Regions from separate parts of the Mus musculus genome. Here region 1 is linked to region 2. Evidence: chromatin contacts called from public Micro-C data. All regions are on one chromosome and are shown on one strand. The core of a region is the stretch at or near the end of the contact, and the rest is flanking DNA. Distances in the headings are between cores, read along the strand shown. Region 1 overlaps Dock4 (dedicator of cytokinesis 4). Region 2 overlaps Scin (scinderin).

What was found. A called contact is a pair of places that touch in the nucleus more often than the background predicts.
Region 1: a contact with region 2 is called in a Micro-C map of MC3T3-E1-derived osteoblasts, with 14 times the contacts expected there. The contact joins two enhancer-like sites. A contact is called at or near these places in 3 of 15 datasets of contacts at CTCF or cohesin (embryonic stem cells, large pre-B cells and pro-B cells), 47 of 484 Hi-C or Micro-C datasets (3T3-L1-derived adipocytes, B cells, the C2C12 cell line and 26 more), 2 of 115 datasets of contacts at active chromatin or transcription factors (astrocytes and large pre-B cells) and 1 of 9 other capture datasets (embryonic stem cells).

Annotation. Positions count from the first base shown.
Region 1 is chr12:40,823,443-40,829,856 of GRCm38.p6, reverse strand. It overlaps Dock4 (dedicator of cytokinesis 4), which reads right to left. Exons shown (of 53, transcript NM_172803.2): 43 at 901-1,077; 44 at 162-245. Among named protein-coding and RNA genes, the nearest start is that of Immp2l, 200 kb to the left of the region's middle. Within about 2 kb of position 3,691, at least 10 of the 459 cell types and tissues checked have an H3K27ac peak or open chromatin away from gene starts, as enhancers often do.
Region 2 is chr12:40,088,708-40,095,090 of GRCm38.p6, reverse strand. The region is part of intron 4 of Scin (scinderin); the gene reads left to right. Among named protein-coding and RNA genes, the nearest start is that of Scin, 42 kb to the left of the region's middle. Within about 2 kb of position 4,875, at least 27 of the 459 cell types and tissues checked have an H3K27ac peak or open chromatin away from gene starts, as enhancers often do.

The sequences.
Region 1 (6,414 bases), core at 2,442-4,941, 740 kb before region 2:
CCAAGTGGGTAGAAATTAGCCAGTTGGGTTATACCACAGGTGAATCTGTCAGCTTGAGACTGCCACTTCAGTAAGGCTGTTCATGCAAATACCCATAGGTGGGTACCTGGCAAGGATGCATAGAGTTGGGCAAGATAGAATGGTTACTTCTGACATCCTACCTGCTCAAGCATCAGTTCTCTTAACCGTGCAATCTTCTCCCCATCTTCAGGATGACTTAAAATATAGTCTTTGACAAAGAATGCCTAGGAAGAGAAGGGACAGTCAGACTACCCTGGGAGAGTTACCATGGAAGTGAAAGGCAGGCACACTTATTATTATTTTTCTAAGGCTTGGCATATGCAGAGAAATGGTATGATTATGAAACATGTTTGGGGACAGATGGAGTGATTCCTAACCGTAGGCAGCTTGTCACAGGCAACATTCAGAAAGTCAGAGCATCTCTTGTAAAGCAGACCCAAGTCAATGAACTAAATGCATTATATTCTAAAATAAATTGTCTTAAGATTCAGTGTGGCTAAGATGGTCTTCTGGCCTATTATGAAAAACAGATGAAAAGCCCACTTAAAGGATCACCAACCAACCAGCCAACAACCAACCAACACAAGACTACCCCACTAACTTCTTTGATCAGGCAAATTACTTTAGGTAGACATTTGTTAAACAGTTCTGATCTCCTGACCCCAACACAAACACACTCAAAGTATCTCATCATGAAGATGAAATATGTGAGCTACACAAATGGCTGGCTACACATTTGTCCTGTGTGATAAAAGAGTGCACTTGGACAGACCGCAGCCATCTGTCACTGATAATGGGACCATGTTTGCACTAAAAGATCTATAAAATCTGAAGGCATGGCCACTGATGAGTTCCTGTCCAGCAATCCTCAGTTCTCACCTCTTGATACCTGGAGACCCCACCGTTCACTGCAGCATCTATGACTCCATTGAGGCACATGGTCAAGGGGTTGATATTCTGCATCTGCCTCGTCTGACACTGGCTGATCAGGGTCTTCAGCTGCTGGTTCTTGTTTTCTAACACTTCGATGGCGTTTTCCAGAGGACTCATCTCTACCTGAAAAGCAAAAGAGTATAAATATCTACTGACTTTCATGACATTCAAAACCAAAGATGCCGAGGGGTTGGGGGACAAGACAGACAAAGTAGACTATCCACCTTATGAATCATCTATGGTTCTTAGTGGCTCCCATCAGTATCTCTTCTGGGAGCTATCCCATAGCAAGGAGAGGATGTGGAAGTCAAGTTACCCATTCATCAGTAAGGTGTGAAAACATCAGATAATTATATCCATCGGTGGGAGTATGGTTTGGGTAACAAGGAACTGTCTACTCTATAATAGCACAGCTATAAGCATCCCCTGTTTAGGATCTTTTGGGTGGACCCCGAATAATGACTGTGCCACCCTTCTAGGCACTTATTTGATACAAAGCAGCCTGAGAAACCCAGAGATACATTAGCAGATCTTCTGGTGTCAAAGAGTTCTCAGTCTCATTGGAGAGAGGGGACATATGCCCATGCAGACCCCATATGCATTTATAACAGCACCATATGGTGGCACAGGATGGTACACAGTTGGGAGTTACAGAAAACAAGCTAATCACATACATTCCAGGATCTAATTTTTGGTGCAGAGCCAAATAGAATCATAATGACTTACTGGGTTGGTACAGGGGACCTAATTTTGTCTGTGATCAAAGTGCTTTCCCCAGTATATGGCACTGTGCTGTTAGTGCCACTGACATTCTCTGTGAAGAGAAGGGCTGCCAAACTCTTAGTGATGAAGTGACTGGGCTTGCAGGAAGCACACTTAGGCTCTTGTTCTTTCAGTCAGAGAAACAAATTAGAACAAAAGGCCACTCGGGCTATCTTAAATTAACACTTTAAGTGACTCAAGTGTATGAAAATTAAGAATAAATACTAGTCAAGGATGCTATAAAGGGAAGGGACACCGGACACATGACAGAATAATTTGAATATGTGTAATCAGTAAGGAACCCCTTCATTGAATGTACAAGACTTTGAAACTAGTAAAAAAGAAAAAAAAAAAAAAAAGAAACAACACAAGAAAAACTGGGCACAAAACAGGAACAGCAAATTCAGAGAGAAGTAAATTTAAGTAGCCAGTAAATACCTGCAAAAGATCTAAGCCTTATATGTGAGGAAACACGAACAATACTGCCATACTACAAATACTATACAAGGCCTCATATAGTGGTAAAAATAAATATGGTGATAGACAGCAAATGAGAGTAGAACTGTGAGCACCAGTGCCCCCTTTCTGCTGTTGGGAGTGCAGACTGCCTCATTAGCTTTGGAAAACAGTTGCAGTATCTATCACCTATCTACTTATATAAATTATATATAATATTATCTATAGCTTTATCTATCTCATGGTCCAAAAATCCTATTCACAGGTGTATATCTGGAAAAAAAAATGGAGCTGGACATCTATCTATATGTGCAGCTGGAACCATGAACAAAAATGTTTGTAACTGTTTCCCTAGTCAGGAATAGTATATAGTAATGGGAAGCTTTCTTGTCGAACTTAGTAAATTGGAAAAAAAATACCACAAATAACACTAAGTGAATTAAGCAAGTCTTAACAGAGTGCACACAGTTAAGCCAAACTAAGTGGACTGGTTTAGAAAAGCATAAACAGGTGAAATCTAAGCTAGGGAATGCATACCACAAACATCAGGATACCTCAGGGGTAAAGGCAGGGAACTGTCACTGTAATTTGGAGGGGTACATAAGAAGCCCCTACGAAGCTTTAGAGTGATAAATATAAACAATTTGTGATACTAAATCTTTGTTTTATATGTGCAAAAGCCAAAGCACAAAGGCAAGTCTGAGTCTGAGCCACTGTAAGTTAGTTTGCAAGTGTCTTCAGAACACAGGACAGAATGCTGACTCTAGAGCAGTGACTCTCAACCTCCCTAATGCTGTGACCCTTTAGTGCAGCTCCTCATGATGTGGTGACCTCCAACCATGACCTTCACTGCTACTTCATAACTGTAATTTTGCTACTGTTATGAACCATAATGTGTGTGTGTGTGTTTTCTAATGGTCTTAGTCAACTCCTAAAGGGGTCATGACCCAAAAGTCGAGAATTGCTGCTCAGGGGCTGTGGGTGGGGAAGAGCTGCGTCTGAAAGGACACAGACTCTCGGATGACAGAAGGAAGGAATTGGAGAGATCAATGACTCAACAGCTGCAAACCATCAGCCCTGTCACTATGCACTCAAAAGGGATTACAAACATTTTTATGAGTTGTTTAGACAATAATAAAATGAAAAAAAAATCCATCTTCACATTTGCAAACTCTAATACTAGTAATTCAATAATTTTGTGAATATCACATAAAATATTAAAAAAACTTGTATAGAATACAGGAACTTCAGAGAATATTTCCAATATGTATCTGAGACAAAGTATAAATAATTCACAATGTTGGACAAAACGGAATGCAGGGAAGGAACTGACTGTCCTCAAAAGAACCAGAATGAATAAATATACTGCCGCAATTCTTCACCAGCACTCGGTAAATACAAGAAACTGATACACATGTCTCCTTGTCAGGTCAGAAAGCAATGGTGTCTGTGAGGAAGACACTAAGCAGCTGGCCTGTGGCCTGCCTACTCCTCTTCCTGAGGAAGGGCCTTTGAGGAACTGAAAAGGAAACAGGTGGCCAGGTCACCTCTCCCAGCTGACCAACCCCTCATGTAAATGCACTGAGAGTACCAACCAAGAGGAAGATATGGTCTCTAGATCCCTGTAGAAGGAAGTCTGTAGTAGGACTTCTTAAGTAGAGAAGTCCAGACTCAAAGACAAGTGTCCCTGAGAGGTTTCCGGCTAACCCTCTGAAGAATGGCACGCAGTGTCTCCTACTGTACACTTAAAACAGGGAGCCCTGTGAACCCCATTTATAGCTTTCATGTGTGATTCTAAATTGCTACCATTGCTGTGAGATAGAAAGATGGCAGATGTGGCTTTAGTCTCGGAAGAGCATCTGGACCACATTAAATTATTAATAAAGCCTGACGCTAGGAAGGAACATGGAGTCATGTCTAATTGGCTCAAAAGGAACATCTCTATAGATAAATAAGGAGAATGCAAGAGGCAACTGAACAGAAGCACAAGTGCAATCACAAAGCAATTGAAAATAAATAATAAAATTAGGAGGAATAATTTAATAACAACAGCTGCCATGGAGTAACACAAAACAAACACACTTAAATCTATGATCGGGGAATAATAGTAAAACCTAAAGCAAACCAATTCCAAGCAGCCTACCTGTTACTCGCTCAGGGTGCCAGGACTCACTCATTTCAAAAAGAACATTATATTTCCTTTCCTATATATCTCAGTAATAAAATATTTGAGAATGGATATTATTTTATAGAAATATTGCAACAAATAAATAAAGACAAATGAGTAAAGTGTGTATGTGTGTGTGTGTGTGTGTGTGTGTGTGTCAGCATGTATACATACATGCCATGTTGTATACATGGAGCTTAGAGAACAACTTGAGAGAGCTGGTTCTTTCCTTCTAACACATGGGCCCTGGGGACTGAAGTCAAGTTTTCAGGCTTGGTGGCAAGCACCTTTACCTACTGAACTATCTCACTAGTTCCCAAATATCAGTATCTCCATCCCTAAAAGATCAATGGGTCTGGGCAATGACAACCAAAGACCGATTGTCAATTATTCTCACTAACATCACAAGAGGAGAGGAGGGGAGACCAGGAGAAAACAGGAGAGAGGCATAAAAAACTATTAAGTGGTCTTGCACAAACAAAGAAACCCTTACTACGCCTTGAGGCTTAACGATCAACTTACAAGAAATATAGGCCACAGAGAAATATGTTACATGACCCCACTTGGATCAAGATTTAAGAAAACATTCCAAAGCAAACCACTGTGATTCTTCAACAAAAAATATTAAAAGAAAACATGCAAGGGAAAAATCTAGACTAAAAGCCTTTAGGCAACACTGCAAAGAACTAAAGTGAATGTCTAGACTCAAAGGAAGAGTGAAAAGAAAACCAGACTCTTGGTGAGGCATAAGGGAGCGCTAGAAATTTTATATTCACCATTTTACTGTGATTCTTTTATAGGTAATAATGACAGGTTGTTTATAAACACACACAATGAATTATGGAGGACACTCTATGACATAACATTATCTGGTGTGATAAGTGGTTAGAAGTGCAGACAAAACAAAATAGGTTCATTTTCTAGCTGTTGAACATGACAAACTAGGACTGTTATACATTCCCTCTATTGCTTTCGTGTGAACTAAGTGTCAGAGGGTAACTGCCTCCCATGTCCTGGGTGTATGAAGTAAGGGTTGAAGCAGGAGGGGACTTCTTACACAGGCAAGACCAGGAGCCTAGAGCAGCAGTGAAGCACTAGATGGCACTGTTATCAGGCTGGAAGAGACTCCTGGGATTCTGGGTACGGACAAATGTATGTATATTTGTTGTTGAGTTTGTTCTTTGACAATTTTGTACATATACAATGTGTATCTTGATGACTACAAACAGAAGCCTTTCTAATATCTCTCACACCCCTATCATTCTATCCTGCCTTTGAATACCTTGCCCACATCTTTTCTTTTCATTGTTGTTGTTGTTGTTATTCCTAATTTTGAGACCCTCTGAGTTTAACCAGGATCATCTGTGTGACCATGGGTTTGGAGTCATCTACTGGGCCTAGTGGGCTCCTCAGTGGGCACTCAAATGAAGAATGACTATCCCTTCCCTAGAATCCATCGCTAGTTCAGCAGGTAGAGGCAGGGCTCCACAGACCCATTCTTGATCTATGGGTGAATGTCGATAGACCCAGTCTTGAGTAGGCTCATTACAGGAAGCCACAGTTCACAAGTACACACCCTGTGCCAGACCTAGCAGACAGCATTCCACAGCCCTTCTCCCTATCTTACATTCCTCTGCAACGGTCCTTGAGCCGAAGCAGGGTAGGACAAATGTCCTGCTTAGGGCTGAGAGTCCAGCTGTTACTTATAGCCAGCACCTTGCACAGCCCTGGATCTCTGCATTCACCAGTTTACATTCACCAGTTTATTACAGTCAAGCATTTCCGGTTATGGCTGGAAGTAGCATTTAAACATGGATATAATCACAGATATTTAGAAGGCAGCTTGACAACATGACAGTTTACCTAAACGGGGATAAGTTCAGCTCTAGGGCCTACAACCTCCTCAGGCATGTATAGGGGGTGGGGCAGGTATACTGCACTGGATATGACGTCCCCCTTGTGGAGGGGGCATCAAATCACATTGAGATTCCATCTCACCAAAATCAGAATGGTTATGATAAAGAACAAACACTGGTTAGGATGTGGCGACTGATAAACCCTTACTGTTGGTGAAC
Region 2 (6,383 bases), core at 3,626-6,125:
AGTCTCACTAGCAGGATGCTTGCCGTTGGTGGAAAAGCTGCATCCTTCATCAGTGTCCAGCTGTTCCTTCTCCCTTGAGGCATTAGATTTAGGGTCACTGCGGAAGGCATTGTTTTAGGGAAAAAATACATTCTTTTTAGTCTAATGCAAAAGGTGTGCAGATGCTTTCCAACCTATCTGAGTATATGGAAGGTATGTCCAGTGTGCTAAGTTAAATTTTGGTGCTTAGAATTTTTCTGGATGATGTCAATAAAGGAGGTTTTGTCATTAAAACTGAAGCTGGCCCAATGTAGCTAAATATGACTTGTAAGCTGGGGTTCTTTGCCTTCTTTTGAAGGGGGTGTGTGGAGGATGAAACTACTTACATACATGAAACGAGATAAAGCAATGGCCATGGAGGCATAACTGATGATTCTCCTGAGGGAGACGTGTGTAGATTTTTCTCTGTCTCATAGAAAGAAAGTGGAGGGAAAAGATGGTCTCTTCTGCACCCCTCCTCATCAAGCTTGATGGTTCTCCTCTGGAAACCTTCTCCGAGTGTGGTGAAAATAAAAAAGAGGTTAGTTACTGGGGGAAGAGGCTCAGAGATGTTATGAAAGAGAAAAACAGTTTGGGGATGGATAGGCCATTGGTCTTTTGAAGACCAGATGCTTTTTTAAAAAAAGAAATTATGTAGCTGGGTGGTGGTAGCACACACCTTTAAGCCGGGGCAGTGGATCTCTGTGAGTTCCATGTAAGCCTGGTCTACAGTGAGCTCCAGGACAGCCAGGGCTACACAGAGAAACTCTGTCTTAAACACCACCACCACCACCACCACCACCACCACCACCACCACCACCACCAACAACAACAACAACAACAACAGAAACTGAATCTCAGAACCCTCATAGGCTCTTTAAATATATCTGGACATAAAAATAAGTTGTAGCAGATTTTGAGAAGAGCAATTGCACCTGGTATTTACTCTGGAGTGATGGTCACTCAGCCTGAAGTAATATCTTGCAAATATTCTGTGATTGTTTTCTTAACATATGGGGTTGTTTTTCTTTGGGAATTTCAGAACCTTAGTATGATCCCAGTCATTAAGACTTTCCTGGCAAACCTAGAATTCTTAAAATGGCTGTGCTTGCTTACGTAGTGGTTCCCTAAGAACCTAGGTCAGGAGAGATTTGGGTATACTGTAATTGACTTGCTGGAAGGCCTTTTGTGCAACGATAATAAAAGTGCTTCTGCAAGGTGGTCCAGAGTTCAGTCCATCAGAGACTGGGCTGCCCTGCTGCCCACTTAACACATCCTGCAGTGTCTCTCTCTTTCATCTGTGTAACTCAAAACACTGACAATAAGCAGACGTGTGTTCATTCCTTTCTCCTATTTGCTCAGATGTGAAGTAACTGCCTGACCATGTTAATTGTCTTCTGCAGATTCATCTAGTGGTCCCTGCCCACACAGATACTTGTCAAGGACCAGGGAAGCCCACATACATCCCTGGATTGAAAGCTAACTGAACATAGGCCAAAAGCTAACTTGTTAAGGGTTATAGCCCCTGCTGTCTTCCATGGTATTGGTACACCTCAGACACTCCTGGAGCAAATCTTGCCTAACTCATATCTCTTGCCTCACTAAAATAAAGTCCTATGTGCAAGACTATTGGAGGACATACGATTTAATGTCTTTAATCCCAGCACTTGGAAAGCAGAGGCAGGTGGATTTCTGAGTTTGAGGCCAGCCTGGTCTACAGAGTGAGGTCCAGGATAGCCAGGGCTACACAGAGAAACCCTGTCTCAAAAAAACCAAAAACAAACAAACAAGAAAAAGTGACTGTTCTGTCCTTTCTTTGGGGCATTGCCAACCACTGCCAACCACTGCCAACCACTGCCAACCACTGCCATGGTGACCACACAGGTTCTCTGTTTTGCTTAGAGCGGATATAAACAGGTCCATCTTCACTTTGTAGTCTAAGTCTAAAATAGAAGATTTGACTAGGTCTCTCTCTCTCTCTCTCTCTCTCTCTCTCTCTCTCTCTCTCACACACACACACACACACACACACACACACACACACACACACACACACAGGCATGCATGTGTTAGGATATAGCTAAGTTGGTAGAGTGCTTTCCTAGTGTTCTCAAAGCCTTGAGTTTGAGCCCCCAACATCATATAAACTGAACATAGTGGTGCACACTTGTAATTCCAGCTCTTAGAAGGCAGAAGGAAAAGAATCAGAAGCTCAAAGCTCATTTTCTGCTAAATAGTGAATTTGAGACCAGCCTGGGATATATGAAAGAGACCTTGTCTTTAATTAATTTATAAATCAACAAGATATATTGTCTTGACATAGTCTTCTTGGCAAAATCATTAAACGAAGATATGAAAAAACAATAAAGTATAAGTTCACAAGGAGATATAAGCTCATTATTAAACCATTATGAAAAGGGTTCCAGGTGGCTGTGGCAATTGGGACACTGAGTACGTGGGACACCAGTACTTGGGACATTAAGGCCTGCGCATAACTGTAAGTTATTCAGTGCCACACGGTGAAGACCCTGTATTAAGAAGACACTGTCAAGTAGGACTATGCAGGACCTTTTAAAAGAGAAATGCTTTGGCCAGGTTAACAGTTCACCTTCGGAGGACTTAGCTTCTGCTCTCATAATGTGCTAGTAATATTAGCAATCACTTCATATACACTTTTTGATTAATCACATTAATTAAGTGACATCCATCACCACACCATTTGAAGCACGTTCAGGGAAACTTACAAGAGCTCCTTCCTGCCTGATCCTGCTGAATGAAAGATCATTCAAAAGGCAAGAAGGGAACACATATGAAAGCCAAAAGCTAATAATGTTGGCTTTCTTCTTTCCGATGACTCCAGCTTGTTGTGTCAAATTGACATAAAGCCAGCAAGTACAATTTTTGTCTTATACATCGTAACAGTCTATGAGTGTATTTTCTATATTATAGTAGCTCCTGTATTAACTTTCGTTAGCATTTAGTAACTGAATCTATTTTCAAAGACCGATCTCGGTCAGACAGATAGTTTATCGGACATTCACCCAGGACTGATTGATCATGGTTGCAGATCAAACTTGGGAGCTGGTTGTGACTCCAAGCCAGGATCCTCTAGATCTTTTAAGTCTTGAAAACCACAAACATCTGTGTCAAGTTATTTCATCAATCAGGATTTAAAGATAGGGGATTTCCTTAGGAACATAGCTTTGTTGTACACCTTCCTTGTCTTCATTGGTTGGGGTATTCAAGTATGGCGAGGGTCTTGCCTTGTCTAACATTTATATCTTAACTCACTAACCAAGATGTCAGTTACACACATACATGTCTCTTTTTGCCAAGCAAGATATAGGTTCCCAGGGAGGTCTTGGGCACTTAAACTTTATTTGATCCCTCCTCAAAATGGAAGTCTTATTCCAAATGGCTTCTTATGTTGGTGCAATTGTCTCTCTTATGTTGGGGTCCATCCATGGAGCAACTTGAAAAGGTAAGAAACCATAAAAGCTTATACATAGGCTCAGAAGTGTTGACAGGTGGTTAGTTCAGATCCAAGTTTATTCTGAATAACTATACAAAGCACTTGTAACTGACCTGTGTTGTAACCAGTTTCCAAGAACACCAAAGCACAGAGCATAACAGAATCTACAGTCAACTAAAGCATGAGAAAGTACCCTAGTAATAGCACTTGAAAATTTTTCCTTATACCGTTAGGAACAGCATACAATGGTAGGCTGGTGAGGTAACAGTTACCTAAGCCTTAACAATTTACCTAGGCCTTAATATCTGTATGGGTTTTTTTTTTTTCAGGATGTATGGCATCATTTACCTTTAATTACATCAAAACATTAAGATGAAATAATATTTTATTCAATTAGTTACAGTAACCACACTCCTTGGGATCAGTAGTGACAAATGGCTAGTGAGCCCTGTGTTCAGCAACACTGCTGTGGGGCATTTCATCACTGTGGTGAGTGCTAGTGGCTGGCCCTGTGCTAGATCATCTCACAGGTGCTTCACTGACCCCTGCCTTTTGTCAATACATGTTCCAGGCTTTCTGTACTCTGAAACATCCCTACTCACAACCCAATACAGCTAATCCCCCTGTATCTGATAAGAAAGTGGGGCAATACATGTATTTAAGAAGCTGGAAAGCTCGTACTAGAGAGCAAGTGTTGGGTTCTCATGTCCAGGGAGTGGCAGCTGCTATGGGAGGTCACAGCCCTTCCTCAGAAGTCCTTGTGTTTATTTCTATCAGCATCTTCCCTATTATCAAATATTTGTTTTACCTAAGGCACAAAGTGCTCTGCAGCAAGTGAATATATTAGAGAACCTGCTTTCATTTTTATTATGGATTTCTATGTTCTGTGTGCTTGATTTTCATTTGGGGAAACGAACATGGATTCAAAATTAAATGAGGATTAAAATGTTCCCCCATGAAACCTTGGAGCTTTCTCTGCTTATTGTTGAAACAGAAGGATAGCCATGCATATTAAAGTGACAAATACCTGAGTGGGCTGCCTCATTTATGATGCACGGGCCTTCAGTGGTGGTCATGGTGCTGGCAATGATAACCAGAAGGTCTGAGGCAGGAGACTGTGTCTGAAGCAGAGATGGTTCATTTACTCCATCAAGTAATGTCAAAATCTGACTTACTTACAACTGAGTTCTTTCAGAAGATAGAAGAGCAGCAGAAAGAACGGTTAATTTTGATAGAGGACAAAACCAAAAGCAATGCAAAGCAAACCAACAACAACGACAAAACCAACTAGATTTACATAGATTGTCAACCTCTTGAATGTAGAAAGGAACCTCAGGTTGTAGATTGTTTCCAGCACGTTTAATGACACAGCTGAGAAGAATGCAAGCTAACCCACTTCCTGTTCAAAGCCTTTCTTTTAGGTGCTAGTTAACTCTTCCTGAAGACATGAGAGTCCTCATGGTCACATCTAGATCTTTGGGGTATTGCATCTGTGATACAATGCTTTAGGAGAGTTGGGAACACTTCCTATGCTTTGATGACTTGAGTGGCCTGTGATGAATCTAGAAGACTTCAATAAACAGGAAATGATAATTACTGTATGTGAAGTACAGACATAGATATTCTGTTCTGGAAGGAAGAAAAAAACACAAAACAAAGCAAGAAGTATTGTGTGTGTGTGTGTGTGTGTAGTACAATTTTTTACTGTCTTATTTGTTAAAGAAATATAGCTTAAAACTTTAATTGAAATAATAATATTTTCCTTCCCATAAACTGTTCTATAAGTTTTAGGGTCTGCATAATTTTCTACCACTTGATTATAGTCACCTTAATGTATTCAATCTCTTGCATATTAGGCATTCAATAGTTTGTTCTTTTTAATATAAAACATTGTAATAAAAATTCAAGTTATTTTTATGTATATTTTATTTATCTCTCTCCTTCTGAGATAGGATTTCTCTGTGTAGCTTTGGCTCTCCCAGAACCTGCTCTGTAGACCAGACTGGCCTCAAACTCACAGAGATCTGCCTACTTCTGCCTCAAGCACTGGCATTAAGGTGAATGCCAGCATTGCCAGGCTTAATTTTTTTCTTTTTCGTAAACTGCCACAATAACACGATTGAGCTAAGTAATTGGTGTGTTTTCAGTTACTTACAGATCACTTCTAAAATTTTCCTTCATGTCAGACAGTGACTGTTGGTCACATTTCCTTCACATCATAGATTGTTGATCTTTGCTATGCAGTATTTTTACTTATTTTTATTTTGGGGAATGGTCTCTGGTGTCCCAGACTTCCCCCAAACTCAAGGATGGCCTTGGATTTATAAACCTCCTGTCTCTACCTCCTGAGTTCTGGGATTACAGGTGTGTGCTACCATGCCCAGCTTTATGTCGGATCCAACTTGGGGTTTCATGCATCCTGGGCGAGCACTTTACCAACTGAGCTCCATTCCTGCCCACTACTTCTTCTCTTAAGTTCTTCTGTTCACCCATACAACACTCTGATATGATGAAAGAGTTTCTCTGTTTCAGAATTTAATGGCCACAGCATAGGCAGACCCAAGAAGATGAAAGAAAAGAGACGGCGGGTATTGGAGAAAGGTGGAAACAAGTTCTGTAGAGTAGGGAGTTACACACTCTAACCCCCATGAATAGAGAGTATGCTGGAGTGTCACCACCACCATGGACTAATCCCAATGGGAGAACCAATAGCACTTCCTGTGCACTCTGTGCAGAGATGAAACTTTGGAAGAATCCACAAAGCAGGAGTGGTCCATTAGTTAAGAATACATAGTTTGAAGCCAGAGTTCAAACTGATTTGTTGTTTAAAGCACTGTAACCTCGAACCAGGTACCCAGCCTTTCCTCTGCTCATTTTTATAAATGTGCACTTG